Regions from separate parts of the Delphinus delphis genome. Here region 2 is linked to region 1. The links are chromatin contacts, called in public Hi-C maps. All regions are on one chromosome and are shown on one strand. Each heading gives the region's core, a stretch centred on a gene start, on an enhancer-like site or on the middle of the called end of the contact. The rest is flanking DNA. Distances are from core to core; before and after follow the strand shown.

Region 1 (6,395 bases), core at 2,278-4,777:
CTCAGGCTACCCCAGTATATACCTTTCCATTTGACAATGGAATTCTGCTGCCCATGTTCAATTTATGAGTCATCAGATAAAATCCAGTTCCTAAAGAGCAGTTCACAGCACAAAATCACTTAGAATCCTGTGGTCAGGTGTTTAGTATCTGCCGAGCCCTGGTAGCAAGCCAAGAGTTGCTTTTCAACTGAGCTGAATACAGGAACCCCTGTATCAATTCTCATATAAACTTTAAAACCACCCTGGGGATCAAAGTTACATATCAGATGATCAATTCAAGCTGGATAAAAAAAGGATGTGCACTGCCTTCCTCAACTCTTCTTTTGAAAACTCCCATTATAATGACCTGATACTGATTCTGAATGAGACACATGTTCTACTGCTCTCCAGAACAAAACAGAATTCTCCTATACTTTGAAAACACAGTTTTGGCCTCAACAGACAACTGATCCTCATTAGTAACAGAAAGAATAGTTTAACTATTTCAAAATCCAAATGATAATTATGGCAAATGCCTTCCAATATTTAATTGATTTATATTTAACAAACCTATAAAGCTCAATCACATAAAATTACATTTTGCAACTAGCTTATGTTGGAAGATTCATCAGGAAATTATATTGTTTAAGCCTATATGTTCCATACTAAAATTATTGTCCTCATGCTCTGTTTTGTCACACTTGAGGGTTTTAATTAGCCATTCTGTCTTGGTTACTAAATTGTGAAACTTACCTAGGTAGAAGTTGAAAAATTTTATGTCCTTCATTTGTTTTCTGTTTTTTTGGCTGCACTGTGCTGTATGCGGGAACTTAGTTCCCTGACCAGGGATCTAACCCATGCCCCCTGCAGTGGAAGCGCAGTGTCTTAACCACTGGACTGCCAGGGAAGTCCCCGTGTCCCCCAATTTTAAAAAATTAAGCCTCGGCTAAAATTGAAACAAAAGGCCACAGATTATAATTAGCATTTTACTAAAGAACTTGGAAAGAAGGGAAAAACACTATAAAGCATAGAGCAAACCATAAAAGGTCGTTAGGTAGATAACAGGAAAACATGGAATATATTTACATGTCAGATATTATGAAGACACAAAGAATATATGACAGTTATATCAAGCCATACTTATTCAATACCTTGGCATTATGAAATTTGGTAGTTTGTAAGAAACTCTTCTGTGCTCAGTTGAAAACTTTTTATTGTTATGTTACCTTCAACCTTGAAACCATGTGCTTAATTGTTTAGGACATAAATTTAAATTTATGCACTGTATGTTTATTTTATGGAAATTGAATGTGAATTTCTTTACTAACCATGAAATATTTAACAGACAAGCTATGACGTCACTGATCTTGATAAAATTAACTCAACCAGTATTTAAAAATTCTAAAGATTCTCTTGGAGTTAGTATAAAGCAGATGTTTTTTGCTTGCAACAACTGTGGTACAAGTAAAAGAACGATTATGGCAGACACTTCTTAACCACCACATAAAATCTTGACTTTTTCCATGCTAGCCACCTCTGGGTTGATGATCAAAGCATGTGGATCTGCCATTACTGGCAGCATAAAGTATCTGCACTCCAGGGTCTTGTTGAAGCCTATGACCTCAAACTTTTTATTGCCTAATTCAAATCAAACATTGTCTTTCAAGACTAACATGCTTAAAGGAGTATCAGAAAAACATTTATCCTTGTTTCAAACTGGGAATTCAGAGTTTTCATTTTAGGAAGGCGCATGAGGTAAGTTTTCCTAAACTCTTAGTATCAGGAAAAGATGTAACTCTCTCTCAATTAACTGGTTTACTGTGATCTCAAAAACACTATAAAACCCTCTGCTTTGGCCAATTTGCTGTATTGTTCTGCTTTCTTATTTTTCCTTTCTTTAACATCATACCTATCTCCTCATTTTTATCTTATGTTATAGTATGCATTTTCTGTATGCTGCCTCAAATTCTCTGAGGAATAATGTAGGTATAAATAAGTAAGGATAAATAAATTTCAGACTAGAAAAAGAATCAATGCTTATAGGATCAAAGGGGGAAAAAAAGAAATCTATGACAGTAAATAAGTACTAGGATACCAATAGAACATTTGAAAAGATTTTGAGTCATTGAAGCCAAAAGTATTTGCCCACCAAAACAAGTGCCAAGAAGCTCTGAAAGAAGGAACTGTTCTTCAACCATTTTTTCAATGCAGCAAACACATAGGCTTTGTCCATAGAGCATGTTAAGTCTGAGCTTACTTATGTTCCCTAAATAAGTGCCCTTTGTGCACGGAGCACAAGAAAATACATATATTCCCTGTCCTGTTAAGGTGTGAATTTAATTTCTACATTATGCAATTGATTACAATGATCAACAACAAGGAGTACATTGCCCAAGAATGGAATTGAATTGGATGTTCAAAGCCGCAAGCCAACATCTGCAACTTGCTCTTTTGTGATTTTTTTCAGTCACTAAATGCAATGGCCAAGTGTTAGCTGGCTTTTTTGTTCAAACCTTCACTGGGCTCTAGAAATAACTTTGCCAGTGTACAAACTGGCAACTTTATTTCTACCTTCAGAACAAGACTGGAACTGAAACTGCAAAACAGCTTGTTAATATCAGCCAAATTACTTCCCTAAACTCCTGTTCCATATTCTGTGCATTATGAAGTATTTTACAACCTTTTATATTTTGAGAACCCTTTTTATAATCCTGTAAAATGCTTTATAAACACTTCCGGTGTCTAATGCAAAACCTTATCCTTTTCAAGCTGCAGATAAGGATACGGAGACATTGCCAAATACGATGTCTTTCTTGTCCCAGATCACATACTGAGGAAGTGGTAGAGCCAGAACCAGGTTGTGGTCCCTGACTTTGTTTCAGGTTCTGCAGAACTCGTGACCCAAGGAGCGATACCCGCGTTCAGACACCGCGTGTGCCCAACAGGGATAAAGGCCATCGAGACTTCCTAGCAATTCAGACTTTCAGAAATGTCTTGGGAAAACTCAGCAGAAGACAGGTTGCGCAGGCGTGCAGTGAAGCCTCAAACTCGTATCACTGAGAATGATTTGCAAAACAGGACGGTGCAGTAGGGTGTGCCGCGACTTAGTTAATCTGGCACTCCACTCCCCCACCTCCTTCCTTGGTGCCCCACTGCCAGGTGACTTCTCACCTGGCCCAGTGCCCTCAACGTACCTTTTCTGAACTGAGAGGGCTGCGTTCCCTTCGCCCTCGTGCCCACCCTTCTCCCTCTAGCCGTTACCTTCTAAGATTACCTGACAAAGCGGGGGGCGGTTTAGCGGAGGCGCTTCGGCCCACGAATGCCCGGGGGCGTCCCTAAGCCCCGAGGGTGGGAAGCAGAGCCTGGGCCCGGAAAGGACGCGCCGGCCCGGGGGGCGCGGCGGCCCGGCCGGGAGAGTGTCGTGTCCCGAGCAGGCCTCAGGGCGGCACTCTGGCCCTGCGGCCGGCGTACTCGGGCGGGCAGCTGGGCGCCGACCCACACTGGCCGGGAACGTGTCTCCCGGTGACGCAGCCCCGGGTGGAGAGCGTGGTGCGGCGGCGGCGACGGTACGCCCCTCCGCCGCCCGCGAGAGAACGTGCGGTGCAGCGGGAGGCGGAGACGGCGCCGAACCTGGAGCGGCCGGCGGGCGCCTGGAAGCAGGACGCTGGCGCCGGCGAGGAAGTAGGTTCCAGGCGCGGCGCTCAACAAAGAGTGGGGCCGCTCCCCTCAGGTACCCAGCCGGCCCCGGGCCCCGGCGGGCAGGCAGACCCGGCTCGGCAGTTCGCGGGCGGTCGGGGAGGGGGGAAGGGCCGAGGCCGGAACGCGGCGACTAGGCGCCGGGGACCCTTTCAGGCCCGGTGGTTCGCTGGCCCCGGCCGGGCGGAAGGGACGGGGCTGGGCCGCTCGGGGTTGTAGCCTCTGCTCGTTCCTCGTGCAGGCGGAGCTGCGGGCAGAGGCTCCATGTTGGGAAGCGGCGCCGCTCGTCCTTGTTAGCGGGAATCGGGGCGCCGCGGGCAGAGCCGGCGGGAGCCGGGCCCTGAGCGAAGATGGAGGCCCCTCTGCGGCCTGGCGCGGACATCCTGAGGCGGAACCCGCAGCACGACTACGAGCTCGTTCAGAGGGTCGGCAGCGGCACCTACGGGGACGTCTATAAGGTGAGGCAGGCCGGGCTTTCTCCCTGCGGCCCGCTGGCTCCCGGGTATAGGGCCACTTTCTGGGGAAGTATGAGGAGGGGGGAGGATGCTTTTATTGTTGCATCTTGGAGATGCCGCGGCCGGGTTCAGTGTACTCGATTCAGGGCACCTTTTATTCACTGCTTGCTCTAATCGCTCCAACAAGCAGAACTAAACACACCTTTGCAAACTACCGTAGTACTTTTTTGTGGTGTAAAGGGTTTTTAACGCTTATTTATGGTATCCAAGGGAGTTCGAATCCGCTTATGGAGTTGCCCTTGAGGATGTTCTTGTCTTAGCATGGAAAAATGCTTCCTGGAAAACAGTAGACCAGAAAGTATGTTGACATTCCGACATTTGCATAAAAAACTTTTTCATGGATAATCTTGGTTTAAAAAGCCCTATGAAACCCTGTCTCTCAATTTTAAGTCTAATACTGGGTCAGAGTGACTTGTGCACAAACATTACCCAGTGAAGAACGATGCTTTTCCCGGCAGAAGTTTCATTATTTGTATCCGCTTGATGATTCTTTTTCTACTTTAGCAGTTCCTCTCTTTGGGATTTATAACATACCATGACCAAGAGTGGTTAAGAGCTGCTGTATTTTTATTATACTCGTTTGCTTTATTTGAGACAAATGATGAGGATGAGTTACTCTTAATTTGAGATTTAAAAAAAACAGCATAGAGAAGCAAACCCAGGTCCCTAAATCCACTGAGTTCTTGAAGGATGAAGAGGAAAGATTGTTTTAGATTGCCTTATGCTTTTTGTTCTCTGTTCCAGAAAGGGAGCACTAATGCAACTCACATGGGTATATCAAGGGAAATTTCCTTTGATTCGGAACAGCTTTGTTTATTGGATTTAATGATGTTAGGTATCCCATTATTCCAAACAGCACTCCTTCATATACCTGAAATGGCTTTGTGTCATATGGGTAATTAACCAGCCTTTAGGGTATGTTGTTTTTTACAGGTAATATGGTAATATGGAAGAAAAAACATCCCTTCTTCCTAACTTTTCTGTTTTTGTGTAATATCCTCCCTATTAATAGTAACAATTTGAGGTTGTGTTATGACAGTTCTAGCACTGTTTGATTCTATTGAGATGAAATGTAATGGGTAGGCTTTTTATTCTTTAAACAAGCATTTGAATCTTCTGTACTAGGTACTGTTCTGTATGGGATGTTGAATTGGGAGGACGGTTCCAGCTTTTGCCTTGTGAATAATTTTAATTCAAAGTAGGTAATTATAATAGAATCCTCTTCTTTATGTAGAATTAGGGGTAGTTAACTCTTAACTGCTTATTCATGGATTAGACATGTTGTGGAATGCTTTTTAAACAATTGAAATTCCTATTTGCCTTCTCAGTCCCACTTTTTAGTCATCTTCATCTTATGATTCACTGTGTATTACACTAGTTCATGTTAGTCACACAATTGGTAATTAATTCAGTTCATGTTAATAATACAATAATCTGAATTCCAATTCTTGTATATTTTCTCTCCTCCCTACTACACGAAAATTTAAAATGTTTTCCCCACAAAACTCCCAAGGTCTTCACCTTTTTTCTTTATAAATATAACAACTAAAGCAACTGTCTGGAGCAGGATTTTATCCTTGCCGGGGAAAGCAAAGGGTTATATTAAAGGGACAGCTAATGCTCGGCTTTTACCCTGGTGCCTCCCTGCCCTATCTCTCTCTTCAACAGCTCCTAAACAGAGGATCAAGACAATATTTATCATACACCACTTTCAAACACCCTCCCCACAAATGATCCCCTTCCCTCATATTCATGCTCCCTCACTTTATGTGTATCCTCATTCCACACCAAGCCAGCCTCTAATTCCTAAATATCCTCAAAACCCTGGTTCTTTGTCTTTTCCTTTGTTCTAATTACCTGGAATTACCTCCCACCCCCATTTCCAACTGTTACATCCTACCTTACTCAAAGCCTCCAGGAGGCCCCAGCCCCTCCCCCTTATCTCTCCAACCTCATTTATTACTCTTCACCCTCCTTCATTCTCTTCTAGCAACACTGGCCTGCTTGCTCTTCCTTAAACATAAGGAAGAGCAAGCAGGCCAGTGTTGCCATCTTCCTACTTTTGGGCCTTTGTTCTGGCTATTGCCTCTGCTCAGAATGTTTTTACTCAGCCACATGGCTTGCTCCCTTCCCTCCTTGCTTTTATATCCTCTCAGTCTTTTTTTCCTACTTCTTTTATCTTTGCACTTATCACCATCTAATGTC
Region 2 (6,395 bases), core at 2,717-5,216, 240 kb after region 1:
GATGACATATAAACAAATGAATAACATGCAACACGATGTCTTAATGGAGGTATGGACAAGTTCTGTGAGAGCTTAGAGAAGGGAGTGAGGGATAGGCTTCATACTAGAGGTGTCTTCTGAGATGGGTCTCAAAGGATGATTAAGAGTTTCCAGTTAGGCAGAAAAAAGAAAAGTATGAAGGGCAAAAGAAAGAGCAAGAATCACATATAACTCATTTCCATTTTTCTTAGCACCTAGCACAGCACCATTCCCTAATGCAAGTTTAATAAATATTTGGCAATTAATAATCTTCAATGGGTGATACATTTTCATGCAGAAACCAAGGAAACTCATTAAGTGGGTAAATTAGAGAGGTTTGTGAAAATTGAAGTACTTTCACTTGATTCATTTTGGCCCACCTTGTATTTCTGCTTAAGGGAAGGATTAAACCAAATTTACTTCAGCTTATGATCTCTAAAAATATTAGATATTATATTTAAAATAATTTAAACATGAAAATTAAGTTTTTATTTAGCAATAAATTAAAAAAACTAATTGGTAGGTTCTTGCATTCTCAACTGCTACTTTGTTAATTGATATTAGGAATTTCAGATGAATTCAAGCAGTTACCTCTGAGAATGCTTTCTAGAGGGAAAGAGGAGACCTCTGGTGGTGAGTTGATGAATTTAGCTTTAATAAATTAAACAAGTGAAATGCAAGTTAAAAAATAACCACTACTAAATTACCGCTGTGATAAATAATTTAGGAATTAAAATTATTTTTAAAATTCTTCTTACTATCATAACACAGCTTAGAGCCATAAGTTTGTAACAGATGTTTCTAAAAGTTGCTATATGTTCACGACTTAGAGAAGACCAGACCTCTAATGTGTGACTCAAAATAGGATATGGAGAGTCCCCCAATTTGCATATAAACAAGTTTTTTTTAAAAAATGGAAGTTCTTTTTTTACATATGAGACATAATTACTTAGGTGGGCTATTCAAAACGTTGGCTATTTTAGTGGTCAAAAAGACTGAACTAGCCAACTTGTTCTTTAGGGCAGTAAAAGTGTGAAGAGAGGGGTGGGTGATGTCAGAACTGGGGCATTTTTACTCCCCAAATTATAACCCCACTTCACTGCAAATTCATCCATTATTGATGCCAATTCTTATTCCTGAGGTGTCTAGAGTCTAGTGAAATAGAACAGCAGAGCAATTGCTTAGGAATGAGAAGCAAAGTTTCCAAAAGCCACTCTTAGGCTAATATTGCTTGACACTCATTGAACTAATTTCACATAGGTTCTGACCTAGATGGAAGATGAACACGAATTCTTAGCTGAGGAGGGTGGTGGCTAGAACACAAATGTCTCTAGCCAAAGACATTACAGGGTGAATGAATGTAAGGTGAGCTCTTGATGTGAGATTATCTAAATGAAACAAATTAATGTACAGTCAAGCCTAGGGGAGAAGGTAAGCAGAGAAAATTTTACAAAAAGAGCATGTGTATTTTGAGTTCTTTCACTTTGCTAAACTCAGAAGCACGTGCTCAAAATCACAGAGTAGTAAAAAAGTCACTATTCTGGGCTGACCCATGAAAGCCTGACCACAGACCCTAAAACTGTATAATTCTGTACTCAACCTAGTAACAAATCAACTACATCCCATGCAACGGTTAAAATAAAAAATAGTGATAGTACCAAAAGTTGGTGACACTGAAGAGGAACTGAACTGGATCACTCAACATTGCTGGTGGGAATGTAAAATGGTGCAGCCACTTCGGAAAACACTTTGGCAGTTTCTTACAAAAGTAAACATGTGCTTATCATATGACCCAGAAATTGGACTCTTAGGCATTTATCCCGGAAAAACAAAAACAGGCTCGCACAAAAAGCTGTACACTAATTTTCATAGCAGCTTTATTTGAAATAGCTAAAAACTAAAAGTAACTCAGATGCCCTTCAATGGGTGAATGGTTAAACATGCTGTGGTACATCCATACCATGAAATACTTCTCAGCAATTAGAATGAACTATCAATACATGCAACAATTTGGATGGATCTCAAGGGATTATGCTGAGTGAAAAAGTCAATTCCAGAAAATTACATACTGTATAATTCTGCTTATGTAACATTCTTGGCATGACAAAATTTTAGAAAGGGAGACTAGAACGGGGAAGAGGGTGCCCTGCAGGAGAGAAGTGTAGTTATAAAAGGACAACCGAGGGATCCTGGTGGTGATGGAACTGTGCTGTAGCTTGCCTGTGGTGGATACAAGAATCTACACATGGGGAATTCCCTGGTGGTCCAGTGGTTAGGACTCTGAGCTCTCACTGACAAGGGCTGGGGTTCAATCCCTGGTCGGGGCACTAAGATCCCAAAAGCCCGACGGCGTGGCCAAACAAAACAAAACAAAACCTACACATGTGATAAAAACTATACAGACCTAAATACATGCACAAAGGTAAAACTGTGGTTATCTCAATAAGATCCATGGGCTGTGTCAATGTCAATTTCCTGGTTGAGTTATTGTTCTATTCTTTTACAAGATGTTACCATTGGGGAAGACTGGGTAAAGGGTACACAGGATCTCTACTGTTTCTTACAACTGCATGGGAATCTACGATTAGCTTAAAATTAAAAAGTTGAACTAAAAAAATAACCATTTCTTATTTTTTTCATTTGTGATGAACAAGCAGGCAACATTCCACATTATTTTCGCAAATAAAGAAAATATGTACAACTGTCCAGGTGATAAAACCAATATAAACATAATAAAAGCCATCATTTTATCGAGCACTTTACTGTGCTAACATCTGATGAGCCTTATCTCGTGTAATCCACATGAAGGAGATCCTGCTATTACTCCTAGTTCACAGAGAAGGGTCTGAGGCAAAGAGGTGAAGTGACTTCCCCAAGCTACCCGACTAATAACTGGAGCCAAATTCACACAGGCAAGAATAAGTCCTTCCAGCAATAAAGTTAAATGATTCTATTTTTGTTCAGCTGTCCTGACCCTAAAAATTAAAAAACTTCCAACAAGCAGAGAGAACAAATGTTAGTTAAACATGGTGATAAATGTTAGTTAGGCATGGTGATAAAGGATCACGTAATTTAACACAGGTTTTTCATACATTACATGGTCCACTTCCCTCATTTTACAGATAAACAGGGGTGAAGTGACCTGCACAGGTGAGTCGCTGTTCCCAGGCCCGCACAGCATATTTAAAAGTATATCTCGGTCCAGGATTTTTTTAAAAAAGGAAATAGATTGCTAAATGATGTCAGAGACCGAGACGTCTGGTTCATTTAGGTGCTCAATATTTACAGGACCAATAAATGAATGAATGGCACGTCAGGAGCCACATATATGGAAGTCCAGAAGACTGCAGGCTATCAGGCGTTGCCATGACAGAGCCTCCGTCCGGAGAGGGCTAGGGCTGGACAGCGAGCGCCCCTCCAGTGGCCACTCCACTGGGTGGGAGCCGGGTTGGAGATCGCGGTGCCCTGAAAGGAGCCTCGAGTGACGCGGGGCGGGTCTGAGGGGGGCGGGGTTGATAGGGGCGGAGCCTCGAGTGACGCGGGGCGGGGTCGAGAGGGGCGGGGCCTGGCGGGAGGAGGGGAGGCAGCTGGGCTTGCCCAAACGACAGTTTTCACCATAATCATCCTGACTTTCTTCCGCGGCCCCGAGTCCGCTCGGCGGTGAAGATCGAGGACGCCCGACTCGGTGGGCCAGATTTTCAGTCAGCCTAGCGATGGGAGAAGGGAAAGGGCAGAGGCTAACCACCACCCTAGACCCGCCCCACCCGGGGCCTAGCTCCTCTACTCACAGCGTCAAAAGGAGGGAGCGAGTTAGCGTCCCCAGCGTCTACGGCGGCGCCGGCTTGCCCTTCGCCCTCCGCCGCGCGAGTCCATTGGCCACTGGCGGCTGCTCTCACGTGGGGCGAAAGAGCGCCCCTCATTGGCCTCTGCCTGGGGGCGGGGCTAGAGAGCGCCTGGACCTGGGCAGTGTAGGGCTCAAGGGCCGGCTCCTGGGGCTTGAGGCAGGGGAGGAGGCGCAGGCGATGGTGCCAGCGCTACGTTACCTAGGCAGTGTCTGCGGACTGGCCCGCGGGGGGTTTCCCGGGGGCTTCTCCGCGGCGTGCGCGCCCGCGCCGGGGAAGCCCTGGCTGTTGTGCCAAGGTGGCCGCAGAGCCAGCACCAGGTGAGTAGCCGCTGGCCCGACCCCCCCCGCGGTCTGCGCTGCTTCTCTCAGAGGTGCCTCGTGCTGGACCTCTGCCCCTGCGCTACTTCCCTGTCCTCGGCGTGGGAGAGGGTCGGGATCCTGTGAATCCCGGGCTCCAACCTATGGTGCCAGGAGCTACCTGCTTGGATCATCTGTAGGTTTGTGGGCGAGAGGAAAAGAATAAGAAAGGCAGTGTTGAGTAGAGGTCAAGAACAGTTCTGGCTCTGAATACCACCCCACCACTTCCTATTCAACTCTGGGCGGGTTAGTTAAGCTCCTTAAAAGCTCAGTTGTGAATAGGATCCTAGTCTCGCGTTAAGTGGTCGTTTTGAGGATTAAAGGACCTAACACACTGTAAGCAACCAAATATGCTGTTTATTCGCTGGCCTTCCTGATGTTACTTGGAAGATCTAAAACCAGTCCTATATCAATCAGTTCCTGGCACACGCATGCTGCATAGAGTTGCCCCTGTGAGAAGCAGCTCAGTTAGTTGCTAATTAAACCCCGCAAAATTCAGCGCCCTGTAATTTGAAGTTTGGAGACCACATTCGCCACTACTGTTTTTCTCTGCTCTCTGTAAAGGGAATGGTTTATGCGAAGGTTTCAAAGCTGGAAAGGTCTTGGCTGTTTCGGGAACTAGAATGTGGGCAAGATGAGTGTGACTAGAGCTTAGCGGAGCAGAGATGGTGTGGAATGACATCGGAGAGGGGCTACATCACAGCACAGTTTTTGTTTTAAATACACGTGAAATTTTATTCTAAGAGCGCTGGGAGGCTTTTAAAGGGTTTTAAAGAAGTGATTAAATGTTGATGTTTCTGAAGTTGATTCTGGCTGCTGTGTATTAGTGGATTGGAGGGGGATTAGAGTGGGATAGGATTTGTGATTCATCGTGGGGGTTTGTAGACAGCTCTTTTGGGAACCTTTTTTTAAGGGAAGAAAGGTAAGGTTAGTGAAGGTTTTGTTTATACTTTTTATTTTTTCTTTTTATACTTTTTATTTTGAAATGATTATAGATCCATAGGAAGTTGCAAAAGAACAGAGAGCTCTCATGTACCCTTCTTCACCCAATTTACCCCAGCAACACCTTACATAACTGTAATAACAGTATCAAACCAGGAAATTGACATTAGCACAATCCACCGGCCTTATTCAGATTTTCATCAGTTTTAGAAGTTTTGCACTTGTTTGTTTTTTTTAAATTGCTTTACTACTTATAGACCTTTATTCTATATAACATTTAGTATCTTAAAATATTATTTTGAAAATATTATTGAAATTAGGTAGATAGATTTGGGGGAGATTTACTTCTTTATAATTTTGAGTTTTCCCATCCATGAACTTGGCATATCTTTTCATTTATGCATACTCTTTGTTACTTAAAGTTTATTTATTTGTTGATTTTTTGGCTGCATTGGGTCTTCATTGCTGCGCAGGGGCTTTCTCTAGGTGCGGAGAGCAGGAGCTACTCTTTGTAGCGGAGCACGGGCTCTAGGCCCGCGGGCTTCAGTAGTTGTGGCGCACGGGCTTAGTTGCTCCGCGGCATGTGGGATCTTCCTGGACCAGGGCTGGAACCCGTGTCCCCTGCATTGGCAGGTGGATTATTAACCGCTGCGCCACCAGGGAAGTCCCTCATTTGTTATTTAATAGAGTTGAAAATTTTTCTCTGTGAAGTTCTTTTTTCTTAGGTTAATTCTTTGATTCCCTTATTGCTTTGTAAATAGTATCTTATTTTATATTATTCTTTCAGTTGGATCTTACTGGTATAGAAGCTTCTTTGTACTTCTTATCCAGTTTTGGAACCTGGTTCATATGTGCTTCATAAAATGAGTTAGGGAGTTCTCAACCCTTTAAATTTTTCTGGAATATCTTTGATGATAGAGATTATCCGTTCCTTGAAAGTTTGGTAAAATGTATGGGTGTGTGTGTTTAGGTAGAAAGCTTTTGATGACTATTTTAATTTATAGTGATTGATTCAAAATTTCTGTTTCTTTATGCCTCAGTAATTTTGCCCGAGGAGTCCCCCACCCCGTTTCATCTATGTTATCAAATTTATTAGCATATAGATCTCCATGATACTCTTTGATTATGTTTAAGATCCTTGTTGTGTCTTTACGTATTTTTTCTTTATTATTCTGTTTTATTTATTTGTGTCATCTCACTTTTTCCCCCATTACTCTTGCCAGAGGTTTGTCTA

Evidence for each region. A called contact is a pair of places that touch in the nucleus more often than the background predicts.
Region 2: a contact with region 1 is called in a Hi-C map of lung, with 11 times the contacts expected there. The contact joins the promoter of L2HGDH here to the promoter of MAP4K5 in region 1. A contact is called at or near these places in 2 of 3 Hi-C or Micro-C datasets (lung and muscle).

Annotation. Positions count from the first base shown.
Region 1 is chr2:50,181,720-50,188,114 of mDelDel1.2, forward strand. It overlaps MAP4K5 (mitogen-activated protein kinase kinase kinase kinase 5), which reads left to right and starts at 3,528. Exons shown (of 32, transcript XM_060004580.1): 1 at 3,528-3,660; 2 at 3,917-4,133. The coding sequence starts at 4,026. It overlaps ATL1 (atlastin GTPase 1), which reads right to left and starts at 3,337. Exons shown (of 15, transcript XM_060004582.1): 1 at 3,254-3,337.
Region 2 is chr2:50,418,311-50,424,705 of mDelDel1.2, forward strand. L2HGDH (L-2-hydroxyglutarate dehydrogenase) reads left to right here and starts at 3,967. Exons shown (of 11, transcript XM_060004587.1): 1 at 3,967-4,180. The coding sequence starts at 4,041. DMAC2L (distal membrane arm assembly component 2 like) reads right to left here and starts at 3,880. Exons shown (of 5, transcript XM_060004595.1): 1 at 3,807-3,880.